Linked DNA regions of Ovis aries: region 1 is linked to region 2. Evidence: chromatin contacts called from public Hi-C data. All regions are on one chromosome and are shown on one strand. Each heading gives the region's core, a stretch centred on a gene start, on an enhancer-like site or on the middle of the called end of the contact. The rest is flanking DNA. Distances are from core to core; before and after follow the strand shown. Region 1 overlaps PACSIN2 (protein kinase C and casein kinase substrate in neurons 2). Region 2 has its middle 45 kb from the start of A4GALT.

What was found. A called contact is a pair of places that touch in the nucleus more often than the background predicts.
Region 1: a Hi-C map of liver shows a contact between it and region 2, with 5 times the contacts expected there. The contact joins two enhancer-like sites. A contact is called at or near these places in 7 of 16 Hi-C or Micro-C datasets (blood, hypothalamus, liver and 3 more).

The regions. Positions count from the first base shown.
Region 1 is chr3:219,606,165-219,612,619 of ARS-UI_Ramb_v3.0, forward strand. PACSIN2 (protein kinase C and casein kinase substrate in neurons 2) reads right to left here. Exons shown (of 10, transcript XM_060414287.1): 10 at 4,428-6,194. The coding sequence ends at 6,082. Among named protein-coding and RNA genes, the nearest start is that of ARFGAP3, 15 kb to the left of the region's middle. Within about 2 kb of position 2,682, at least 8 of the 54 cell types and tissues checked have an H3K27ac peak or open chromatin away from gene starts, as enhancers often do. A contact at or near this core is called in liver, where this site is marked.
Region 2 is chr3:219,437,427-219,443,738 of ARS-UI_Ramb_v3.0, forward strand. No RefSeq gene overlaps it. Among named protein-coding and RNA genes, the nearest start is that of A4GALT, 45 kb to the right of the region's middle. Within about 2 kb of position 3,170, at least 6 of the 54 cell types and tissues checked have an H3K27ac peak or open chromatin away from gene starts, as enhancers often do. A contact at or near this core is called in liver, where this site is marked.

The DNA.
Region 1 (6,455 bases), core at 1,432-3,931, 170 kb after region 2:
CCAAATTTTCATCTGAACCTTTCCTCCTTTTACAACGACAACATTGTTATTTTAAAACATTGTTGAGGGGCAGAAGCAGCCTGGCTATCCTGACGGGGAAGTGGCCGATAAGCTGCACATGGTTCGCTTGCAGTCAGCTGCCCCTTGTTGACCAAATGCCACGAGCTGGGGGCTGTCTGTTCTCAGGCCTCTGGGCCAGGCACTCGGGTTTCTGTGGCCTTCAGTTGCCGCACTGCGTGTCACGGCTGTAGCCTGCTCACCAAGCCAGGGTGTTAGTTATCCTTTCCTCAGATAGTGATGTTATTATTATTACTTTAATTTAAAAAGTATTTATTTATGTGTTTGACTGTGCTGGGTCTTAGTTGCGGCACGTGGGATCTGGTTCCCTGACCAGGGCTTGAATGTAGGCTCCCTGGATTGGGAATGCGGAACCTTAAAAGTCACTCATTCGTGTCCAACTCTTGGCTCCAGGCCAGAATATTGGAGTGGGTAGCCTATCCCTTCTCCAGCGGATCTTCCCAACCCAGGGTTCGAACCCAGGTCTCCCGCATTGCAGGCTGATTCTTTACCAACTGAGCTATCACCTGGGAAATCTCCAGAGAATGATGTTATTTATGCAGTTCATCTGTCCCTTCCTTCACTCATTTCTTAGCCTTTCCCACAGAGGATTCAAAGAAGAAGTCTAAAACAGTGTACTCTGGGTTTTATTGGATGGTTCAAGATTGATTTCTTTTCGGTTTTTAGTTCCGCAAGCACTGGGGCTTGAGAGAAGGTAAGGCGCCATCCCTGAACCAATGAACTTGACGCCAGCAGTGACAACGTGGTGTCCAGAGTACACAGGGGGTCCTCTCAGGTCCGGTGGCTCTGATTCGGGATGACTCGCATCCTGCTAGGTAACTGCAGATGAGCGGCCCTGGGGGCAGGCACGCCCTCACCGGCCGAGGCCGGCGCTCTCGTAGTCCAACAGCGCCACCTAGTGGGCAGAGACGGCACTGCACCACCCACGTCTGAGCCTTGGTAGCTGTTGCACCTTGGGCGAGTTAGCTAACCTCTCTGTGCTTCAGGTTCCTCACCTATGAAAACAGGAATAACAATACGTAGTTCAGAGTGTTGCTGTGTTAAATGTTAATAGATGTCAAAAAGTTTAGAACAAGTTCTGGCATAGAGTGAAATACAAATGTTTACTATTACCATTTTAAATAACCAAAAAACCCCAGAATACTATTGTCATTGATTGACGAGCAAACCAAGGCTCAGAGAAATTAAGTATTTTGTTCAATGTAACATAACTAGTTAAGGTCCCACAATCAGAGTCAAGTTTGAGTGCAGGGAATATGACCTCACAGTCCATGCTCTTGACCACTGGCTTCAACTTGTCACCTTTTTAAGACTTTAGGTTTCAGAGAAGAAAAAAATATTTCATCAGATTTTGGGGTGGAAAGTCCAGCCTTCTTATATACAGTTTCGTATATGAATGAATATATGGCTTGGAGGAAGCATTCGTGCCCAGCGTCTGGTTGGGGAGGATCTGGCATCTCCATCAGGGGTCTGTATACTTTGGTTATTATCCGCTTGAGTTGGGATATATTTGGGGGTGAGACCACTTTCATAAAGTGGAGCCGTATATCTGTGTGTTTTAACAAGCCCTTTCACACTGTTGACCCCAGCTGATGATGAAAAAGAAAAGATGGGAACCATTTCCCCACTTTCCAGACGAGGAAACTGAGGGTCAGAGATATGAAGGGACTTGCCTGCGGACTCAAGGTGCCCATCGACCCTGGGGGGCACCTCTCTCTCCACTACCCGGCTGCCACCGAGCCCTTCCTGCCCCTTGCCAGGGATGGGAGGTCACGCTGGCCTAGTGTCCCTTGCTCCCTGGGCTTGCTCTCTTTTTTAGAACAATTTTTAACATAAAAAGAAGATACCTTATTTGTTTATTTGGCTGCGTTGGGTCTTAGTTGCATCATGGGGATCTTCCATTGGGGCGCACGGATCTTCCAGTTGTGGCTCTTGGGCTCAGCAGTTGTGGTACATGTGCTTAGTGGCCCCGTTGTATATGGGATCTTAATTCCGCAAAGTGAAAGTGAAAATCGCTCAGTCGTGTTTGACTCTTTGCAATCCCATGGACTATACAGTCCCTGGAATTCTCCAGGCCAGGATACTGAAGTGGGTAGCCTTTCCCTTCTTCAGGAGATCTTCCCAATCCAGGGATCGAACCCAGGTCTCTCGCATTGCAGGCAGAGTCTTTACCAGCTGAGCCACCCGGGAAGCCCTTAGTTCCCCAACCAGGGGTCAAACTGACGTTCGCTGCATTGCAAGGCAGGTCCTTAACCGCTGGACCACCAGGGAAGTCCCCTCTCTTTGTCCATACTGTCCCTGCCTCCTTGGCCTGGACTGTGGCTGATTGATCTCTAGGTCCCCAGGGCCCAGCTCCTGTGGCCTAGAGCTAGCTTAGGAGCATCTGCTGGTTGTATGAACAAATCACTGGAGCACAAGGATACGGGTACTTAGGGCAGCTGTCTTGCTCAGAGTGTGGCCCCAGGTCAGCATCCCCTGGGGACTTGTTAGATATGCAGACTCTGGGCCTCAGAAACTCTGGAATGTGGCCCGGCAAGCGGGCTGTAACAAGCCCTCTGGATGTTTGAGAACAAGCGCCCTTTGGAGCCGGGCACTGGAGTTTGGGCCCCACGTCTGTCCCTGACTTGCTGTGTGGTGTGATGCAAGCCACTCAAGCTCTCTGGTCTATAAAATGGGGCTCATTGTCGTGAGGAGGTTTCTATGGTCCTTTGCAGGGAGGGGTGCTCAGCACAGGGCCTGGCATGTAGCTGATTGGTGTTTAGCCCAAGGCTGGTTGCGAAAGCAGGCTGAGAAGCTGCCTGTCCCTCAGGAGTGCGGAGTCAGCCTGGATCCTCTGGCCCTGTGCTTGGCAGTGGCCCTGCCTGGTGGGGGATGAGCCTCAGACCTCAGCAGCTTGTTCCCCTCAGTCTCCCCCGCAAGGCAGCCCCAGGTCTGTCCATTAAGGTGCTGTGCCCCGCCCCCCATGCCTTCTGCTCACTCCCTCCAGAGACAAGTCAGCCCAGGGGTCAAGGCCGGCCCAGCTGAGGGAAAACCCCTGAGAGGGGCATAGACCTCCTGCAGGCGTCTGGGGAAGGGGCTGGTAAGGGGCACAGGGGGCGGCTGCCTGGCTCACTAGATCGAGATCATTTGCCCTCTGAGCATGACCAGGGGGGCTTGGAGAGATGAAATACCACCCCCCACGTGCTGAGGGGACTGGGGTGGGCTGCTGAGGGTCCCCTGGGGGTGGTGTGGATGCAGCCATGGTCTAGGGGGGAGAAGGGGCAGTGGCAATGGGGCTGGGGAAGACAGAGGCAAAGGGGACCTAGTGGCCCAGCATGGAGGGTGAGGGAGGGACAGCCAAGGATGCCAGGGGGTCCTGACTGGGGTCAGGGGACATGGTGCCAGGCACCTGTGGCCTGTGACTCTGAGTCTAACCTTCATGGGAGGCAGGCATTGCTATGGCTTGGAGAGGATGAGGCCCAGGGGTGGGTGAAGGTTTCCAGCTTGCCCTGAGGGCCAGGACAGGAGAGGGTAGCAGGCAGCAAGGACCCCTGAGGATTCCTTGCAGGAGCTCTAGGGGGCACAGGAAGCAGAGAAAAGAGGTTGTTTCACCCCAACTCTTGAGGGTTCCTCCTGCTCAGCCACCCTGTTCTTTATCCACCAATGGAGGAAGCAAGAACGGGCTCGCCCTCATGAATCCTGCAGACGCAGGTTTGAACTGCGGTTCTGTCGTAGGACCTTGGGCAGGGTGCTGGACTTGTTTCCAGATGGGGTGTCTTCTGTAAAGTGGGGACTGCAGACCCCCCAGTGGGCTGGCACGGCAGTACATGAGCTCACAGAGTGCCCAGACTGGCCGGCCCAGCTCAGGCCATGGGACTGGGAGCCTGCCCTGACCCCGGTTGTCTCACAGAGACTGCCGGGGCAGCGGGCAGCCTCGATGGGCTCAGCACCTCCTCAGAAGCAGAGAGCAGGGCCCACCTCACTTGCAGCGTGTTTGGAGCTGGGCAAGTTCTTTGCAGACGATGCCAGTGAAGTGGGCCTGACACACAGCAGGTGCTCAGGACGTTTTCGAAGCAGCTGGGGCCATGAGTGGTCTCTGGTCTGGTCTTGCTGTCTGGGCCCCGGGGAGGCGGAGGGAAGTGCCAGCCTGCTGCCCATGCTGGGGGCACCAAGGCCACACAGAAGCAGGTTGGAGGGAGGGAAGCACCCTGAGGTGCCTCGACTCCCTGGCCTCTAGCTTGGCAGGGACAGTGGGGCGGGGACACGGGTCCTGGGCAGTGCTCTTGCACCTGGGGTCTTGCCTGGCTCCAGACGCCGGTGAAGACACGTCCACCAGCTGGTGTGAGTGGGAGGCACACAGATGGTCATAATCACGAGATCAACTGTTTATTGATTTTTTTTTTCTAAAATACTATACGTTTAAAGAAACTCCTAAACTGAAAAGACTTGACAATTTTTGGTACATCTGTAGCAAAGGAATGAGGATTCTGCTGGTAAGTTTCCAGGACAGATAGACACGCATCCTCAGGACAGACAGACACACATCCACTTTCAAGCGAGCTATCGAGCTCACTGGGAACACTGAGTAAAATGCATAGCTTGTGATGGCGGCAGCCATTTCTCCCATGTCCGAGTCACACAGAGGAAAGGTTTGCCCTCCCTCGCCGGCCCCGTGGTTACAGGGCAGCTTCCTGCCCCAGCCCGTCGGCTCCCTGATGGCTGCAGGGTGCTCAGAAGAGACCCTTGTGCTGTGGGGTGAGACCCAGCTTTTCTTGGCTCACGAGGAACGCGGATGACAGTGAGATCTGCAGCTGCCTGCAAAGACGCGGGAGTTTTGTACAGTGTCTGCTACAGAGGACGAAGGCTAGCTGGGCTGAGGACACTGGGCTCCCAGCTTGCCAGCGAGGAAAGACTTCCCAACAGCAGGCTCCGCTGGGCCCAGCCAACCAGCCAGGCCTACGCCCGGATGGTCTTCAAGCAGTTTACAAATTGAAGCCACTGTCAAAAGCCATTCAATCTCATGAACACAGTAGACGAGCTCTTTAGATTCTCTGAATATCAAATAGTATATACAGATATACACCAAGACGTGACAGTCTAATATAGAGCATCTTAACTTTAGATGCGTTCACTTGAAACGTTAGTCTTACATTTTAACCTTTCAAAAATCACTGATAAAATTGTTAATTTGCAAGAGTAAAGCTTTAAGCACAGAGTGAAAATAGATTTTAAATATGGCGACTTTAGAGAGGACTACATAAGGTTATTGGCAAAACTCACATTTGGACACCCCAAATGCAGACAGCATTCAGCTTGGAAACCCAACCACGTGTTCCTATCTTTCCACTGCAATCTCTTGCCTCAAACATGGACTGTTCAGGCTGCTGGCTCTCGCCCCAGGCAGTGGCATGGGTGATTCACAGAACAGCATGGAAACAGAGACACTGCCTCAAGACTACTGGGGGACATTGACCTATGTCATAATTTAAGTATAAATGAACGCAAGAATGGGAATATAAAAAAGTAACTGTACACAGCCTTTAAATTAAAAACCTAAGAGTGTTCACTCAGAAAATGGCATGTAAGTTTGTTCATTTAAGTTCTAGCAGGTGATGGGGCTTGTCATAGAAAGGAATCAGTGGAGCAAGGATTAGTGGATCCCACCATTACCATCAATGTGGAGGAGAGGAGGAAAGACAAGGTCAAGAATACACGGATCCATAATAAGCCAACACACAGCGTGGGGGCGGTGGGCGGGGGGCGGTGATTCCTGTTGTCCTGCAGCTTCCTGTGATCGGCTCTCTCCATCTGCACTGTGGAAAGGGGGCCGAGTTCCAGGTGAAATGACCAGCTTGTCTGCCTTCAAGAGACACCATAAAGCCAAGAGCAATGGACCCATCATCTTTTGCAGGAAGAGGAGTGGATGCCCACACGGCTGGCTGGAGGGGCCGCTGCCTGGGGCCAACGGCTAACAGAGCTGCTGGACCTCCGCTCCGTCCCTCCATCAGCCAGCCCACCGGCCTGTCACTGGATCGCTTCGACGTAATTCGCAGGGTACAGGCCGACCTGTCCGCTGTCCAAGCGCCCCTTGCACCAGCCCTGCTCATCTTCATCCTCTATCTTGGTCAGCTCGTCCCCTGCAAGACAAAAAGGGAGTGGTCTTGGTGAGCCCTCACCCTGGGCCCACTGAGGGTCTCTAATGTGGGTGGGAGGCGCAGGCATTCTCCTGGCAGGATGAGGGCCTGGCTCTTTCTCTACTAAGTCGTGTCTGAAGTTGTGTATCCAGTGGGGGGTGGCTCTGAGAGATTAAAGACCCCCATCTCTCATACAGTGCCCCTCAAGCATGCCAGTCTCAGTTGCCCGAGAAGCTCCTGCAGAGACTGCAGGATTTTGCCCTC
Region 2 (6,312 bases), core at 1,920-4,419:
ACAAGCAGGGCATAAAGAAATGAGTCCAGGCTTTCCTGGTGGTCCAGTGGTTGAGAATCCACCTGCCGGTGCAGAGGGCACGGGTTCGATTCCTGGTCCGGGAGGATCCCACCTAACTAAGCCCATGCGCCACTACTGAGCCCAAGGGCTGCAGCTACTGGAGCCCGCTTACCCACAGCCCAGGCCACCGTCGCACCGCGACGAAGAGCAGACCCTACTCGCCACAACTAGAGAAAGCCCGTGCGCAGCCCAACCAAAAATAAATAAATAACGAAATAAAATTTTTAAAAAAATTTAGAAATGAGTCTAGAGAAAGCCCAGGGGTTTGGGTCCCCCAGGACATGGTCTCCAGGATTCAGAGCCTCAGTACAGCTGGGGCTTGGGCACAGGAAAGAACTCAGGTCTGGCGTCCAACAGACCCGGCTTCAAGGCCCGCCCTCTCCACGCACTGGCTGCGTGGCCAGGCTGGAGTCTGTTTCCCCCACTGCAGCATGGAGACAATGATACACACGCATCCTCTGTGGGACACACCTCTCTCGTGGGTCTGTGCTCCCTCCTCCACCAGGGGTACCTCTCAGGAGCCCAGGGCTTTGGTAACAGAACTGCTGCTCAGGCCCTCGACGCCCCAGGGCTTTGCCATCCCAGCCCCCAAGCCTAGGCACCAGCCAAGGTGTGGGCTCCTGGCACCATGAGAAGGGGCCCAGGCTCTGGGATGCCAGGTGTGGCAGTGGGGGAAAGAGGGGAGCACACTCCCACCCAAAGGACTTTCACTGTCACAGTCACTTCCCTGCTCCGGGCCTCAGTCTCCTCATCCGTGCAAGGGGATGACACCACCTACCTGGTGGTTGGGAGGCTCAGAAGAGCATGCCTTGGATTTCCCAAACCCCAGCCATCCCAGGGCTGGTGACAGGTTTGCTCCCTTGAGCTCCACCTCCTCTGTTAAGTCCTTAAATCCATTCGCTTTTTTCCTTCATGGCATATAGATGGGGAAACAGTGGAAAAGTGGCTGACTTTAATTTTCTGGGTTCCAAAATCACTGCAGATGGTTGGTGACTGCAGCCATGAAATTAAAAGAAGCTTACTCCTTGGAAGGAAAAGTTATGACCAACCTAGACAGCATATTAAAAAGCAGAGACATTACTTTGCCAACAAAGGTCCATCTAATCAAGGCTATGGTTTTTCCTGTGGTCATGTATGGAGGTGAGAGTTGGACTATAAAGAAAGCTGAGTGCTGAAGAATTGATGCTTTTGAACTGTGCTGTTGGAGAAGGCTCTTGAGAGTCCCTTGGACTGCAAGGAGGTCCAACCAGTCCATTCTAAAGGAGATCAGTCCTGGGTGTTCTCTGGAAGGATTGATGCTAAAGCTGAAACTCCACTACTTTGGCCACCTCATGTGAAGAACTGACTCATTGGAAAAAACCCTGATGCTGAGAAAGATTGAGGGCAGGAGGAGAAGGAGACAACAGAGGATGAGATGGTTGGATGGCATCATCAACTCGATGTACATGGATGTGGGTGGACTCTGGGAGTTGGTGATGGACGGGGAGGCCTGGCGTGCTGAGGTTCATGGGGTCGCAAGGAGCTGGACTCGACTGAGCAACTGAACTGACTGACTTTTTCCTTATAAAAGAAACTATGTCATCACTAGTAGAGGACAAGGATCTCTTGTCAGAAATAGAAAGTAACCATAAAGATAAGCACAGTGGAGATTATGGGACCACATTCTAGCTGTGCGCTGGGATGACCAGAGGCCCGATGGGGGCTCACTGTCCTCTCGACAGAAGGTGCTCAGAGGCGGCCAGGTGTCCTTGCCCTGAACTGAGCTCTCTTCTCCACAGAAAAGGTGGGAAAGAGACTTGAAAAGGCGGGCGCTTTCTCTCCTTGACAGTCCACATTAGTGAATGCCTGCCACACCTTGTGGTTGTTCAGTTGCTCAGTCGTGTCTGATTCTTTGCGACCCCACGGACTGCAGCACGCCAGGCTTCCCTGTCCATCAATCACTCAGTCGTGTCTGACTCCTTGCGACCCCACGGATTGCAGCATGCCAGGCCTCCCTGTCCTTCACCATCTCCCAGAGTTGGCTCAAACCCATGTCCATTGAGTCGGTGATGCCAACCAACCATCTCATCCTCTGTCGTCTCCTTCTCCTCCTGCCCTCAATCTTTCCCAGCATTAGGGTCTTTTCCAATGAGTCAGTTCTTCGCATCAGGTGGCCAAAGTATTGGAGTTTCAGCTCCAGCATCAGTCCTTCCAATGAACACCCAGGACTGATCTCCTTTAGGATGGACTGGTTGGATCTCCTTGCAGTCCAAGGGACCCTCAAGAGTCTTCTCCAACACTACAGTTCAAAAGCATCAGTTCTTCGGCGCTCAGCTTTCTTCACAGTCCAACTCTCACATCCATCCATAGCCACTGGAAAAACCATAGCTTTGATTATACGGACCTTTGCTAGCAAGGTGATGTTTCTGCTTTTTAATACACAGTTTAGATTCTGACTCAAGGACCCCCTGGCCCCAGTGGGACACGCCCCCACTCAGGTGAGTCCCTCTGTGTAAACTAAGGTGTGTCCTCTCTGTAGACTAAGACCTGGCCGCTCTGGGTTCTTGGTCAGTTGCCTGGGGTCTGGTTAATAGAAAGTCAAGTCCCATAGTCCTTCCCTGCCGGGAATGCCAGGGGCAGAGGACCCCAGGGCAGCCCCCCTGAGGTATGGTCCTGCAGAGCCCTGTCCTGTGGGAAAACACTTCTCTACCCCAGGGGACCTCGTGCTGTTGGTGTGCCCTGCACACTGCATGGCGGCCCCTGCGGGCCTGCCTTCGGGAGCTGCAGGGATGGGGTGCAGGCCCAGAAACAGGGGTGGCAGAGGGAGATGGCAGAGGGGGCACCAAGGAGGAGGGAAGGCCAGGCAGCCACGGGAGGCCACCTGTGTGGGGCCTCGGCTTTAAGGCAAAGATGGAGAAGGAACGGCAGGAGAAAAGGGGAGAAGAAAAAGGAGTTCTGGTGGTGCAGGAGGTGAGGGGGCAGGGCCCAAGGCCTGGCTGGCCCGTTGAGAGCCCAGTGATAGAGCTAGACCGCCCGCGTCTTGATGTGTGACCTTGAGCAGCACAGGCCAGGCCTCTCGCATTCACGGCTGGGGAGGGCGAGCAAAAGATGTCACCTGGGGCGTCTGGGCAGGCGGCGTGGAGGAGGAGCTGGTGAGCGGAAGCAAGAGGGAACAGGGGGTGCCCAGAGCTCTCTGCAAGCTCCTTTCTCAACCTTGTTATCCGGCGCCCCCAGGTGGACAATATGAGAATGACAGAAAATCCTAAAAATAAAGGCGAGGAAACCAGCATTGCCCTCCCTTCCCAGGTCGAACAGCCACAGGCAACCCCATCTGAATCCCTCCACCTCTTACCTGCTGTGGGTCTTAGGCAGCCCACTGGAATTCTCAGTTTTGTCACTTGTAAAGTGGGATTCAATCCCAGGAGGTCATCAGATAATTGGCTATCCCTCCCCGCCCCCTGACACCGTGTTTTCACTGGTGTGGACAGGACGAAAAAGGTGACCTTTCAGGTCCCAGAAAGTCTGCAGAAGGCTGGAATACTAACACCCCTGACACTGTTGTAGCCACGTGTTCAGGGAAACAAACTCACTCAGAAGGACAATGCAGAGAGCGAGTGCAGTTTATTACACTGGCGGGCCCAAGGCAGAGTCTCCTCTTAGCCAAGGACCCCAGTTTTTGTGAAAAGCTTATATACCCTAAGTGTACGTGCCCAAACCCACCTCCCCAAATTCCCTGAAACTAATCTGAACAAAGGAAAAGAAAGATACAAAGTTAACCTGTGATTCACATGCCTTAAGCCCAGGTAGTTAACAGTGGACAATTATCAATAGGCCTGTGGTCATACCCCAATAAGCATAATAGAATGTATGATTCTATTCAGTTACGCAGATAATTAGGGTATTCTTATAGGTGACAGAGAGTCTAGGTATGAGCCCTGGGGCTCTTCCATGTTGCAGGAGAGAGGGGGGGTTCTGGTTTTCCCGTTGGTAAGTCGTTTCCATGGATACTGGGCATATAGCTCAAAGTCCACAGTCTGGCCCAAGCTGGAGTCCTGCTTTCAAGAGGGAGCCTGTTCTGTTTCCTCCTTCACCACCACCCCCCTGGATAACCCCAGGTAAGGACTGTGTAAGTCCTATGTGAAGAAAGACTTAAATAAAAAGACAGCCTTTATTCTTGAATGAGAAATCTAATCAACATTGTTTAAATGCCCTTTTCCTTTTCCTGAATCACTTACTCATTTAAAAAATCTAAATAGGATATTTAAAAACTAGTCAAATGACTCACCTAGAAGAGTAAATGAAAATAGCTAGGAAAATTCTGAAAAGGAAGAGTAATGAGGAAGGGAAGGACTGACTCTATTCGCTGTTAAAAGATGCGGTGCTTGTTATTGTAATTTTCCACAGCAGTTGAGCACTTAATATGTTTCAGGCCCTGTTAACAAAAGCATTCAATCTTCATTACAACACTTGTGGAAGTAGGGGCTTAATACAGCGACCCTTTTCTCCTGCAAAGGTTCAGATCCACTGAGAGGAAGACAAGGAAGTCAGGGATCAATATATCCTTACTACTGATAGAAGCTGGATTAGAGGCTAAGGCAGAGGCAGGGCCAACAATGGGCTTCTTTTTTCTTTACTATTTATTTATGTGACTGCACTGGGCCTTAGTTTTGGCATATGGGATCTAGATCCCTGATCAGCGACTGAACTCAGGCAGCATTGGGAGCATGAAGTCTAGCCACTCGATCACCAGGGAAGTCTCGGCGTTTGGGTTTTTTTTTTTTAAGATATGTTTTTCTTTTACTGTGGTGGGTGTCTGTTGCTGTGCATGGGTTTTCTCTAGTTGTGGCGAGTGGGGGCCACTCTTCTTTGAGGTTCTCACTGTGGTGGCTTTTCTTGTGGGGTGGGGGCTCTAGGGCGTGTGGCCTTAGTAGTTGCAGCCCCTGAGCTCGAGAGCACAGGCTGAATGGTTGTGGTTCACGGGCTTAGTTGCTCCACGGCATGTGAAATCTTCCCAGATCAGAAACTGAACCCCTGTCTCTTGCATGGACAGGCGAATTCTGTACCACTGAGCCACCAGGGGCTTTTCAAAGTAGAACTCCATCAAGGGAATAAACAGACAAGTCAGACACTGGGAGAAAATATTTGAAAAACACATATCTGATAACTTATATGCGAAATATACAAAGAACACTTCTAACTCAGCAATGAGAAAAAAAAAAGAATGACCCAGTTTAAAATGGTTTAAAGATCTAGGCAGACACATCACCAAAGACGTATACATATAGCACATAAGCAGAGGAAAAGATGGCCAATACAATACATGCTCAGTTCAGCTCAGTCGCTCAGTTTAGGCAATTGCAAATTAAAATAGTGAGATACCACTACATACCTATTAAAATCCAAATGGCTAAGATCCAAGGAAACAGAAAAACAAAACAAAGCCCACAGCTCCAAATACCGATGTGGAGGTGGAGCAACAGGAAGTCTCATTCATTGCTGGTGGAGATGCAAAGCAGCCCCAGCAATCACACTCCAAGGTATTTACTCAAAGGACTTGAAAACTTATGTCCACACAAAAACCTGTACATGGATATGTATAGCAGTTTTATGATTTCATAATTTATTAATATTAAATGATTACTTTCATAATGTTTTCATAATTGCTAAAACCTAAAAAGGCAGCCATGATGTCCTTCCATAGGTGAATGGATAGTGAAATATACACCCATAAAGCGGAATATTATTCAGCACTAAAATGAAATGTGGCTATCAAGCCACAAAAAAGATATTGAGTAACTTCAAACTATCAATTAGCTAAAGAGGTCAGTCTGGAAAGGCTGTGTGATTCCAGCTATATGACATTCTGGAAAAGGCAAAACTACACAGACAGTAAAAAGATCAATGCCTGGGGTCCTAGGGGAGCAGGGAGGAGGATGAACAGCGGATGTTCAGAGCAGTGAAATTATTCCGTGTGATTCCGTAATGGTGGCCCCCTGACGTGCGTTTGTCTAGCTCAGCCCTGTGCGACACCAAGTGTGGACTCTTGTAAATTGTGTTTATGTGTGTGTGCGCATGCTCAGTCACTCAGTCGTGTCCGACTCTTTGCAACCCTATGGACTCTAGGTCTCCAGGTTCTTCTGTCCCTGAGACTCTCCAGGCAAGAACACTGGAGTGGGTTGCGATGACCTCCTCCAGGGGATCTTCCCACCCCGGGATCGAGCCTGCGTCTCATTACGTCTCCTGCATTGGCAGGTGGGCTCTTTCCCACTAGCG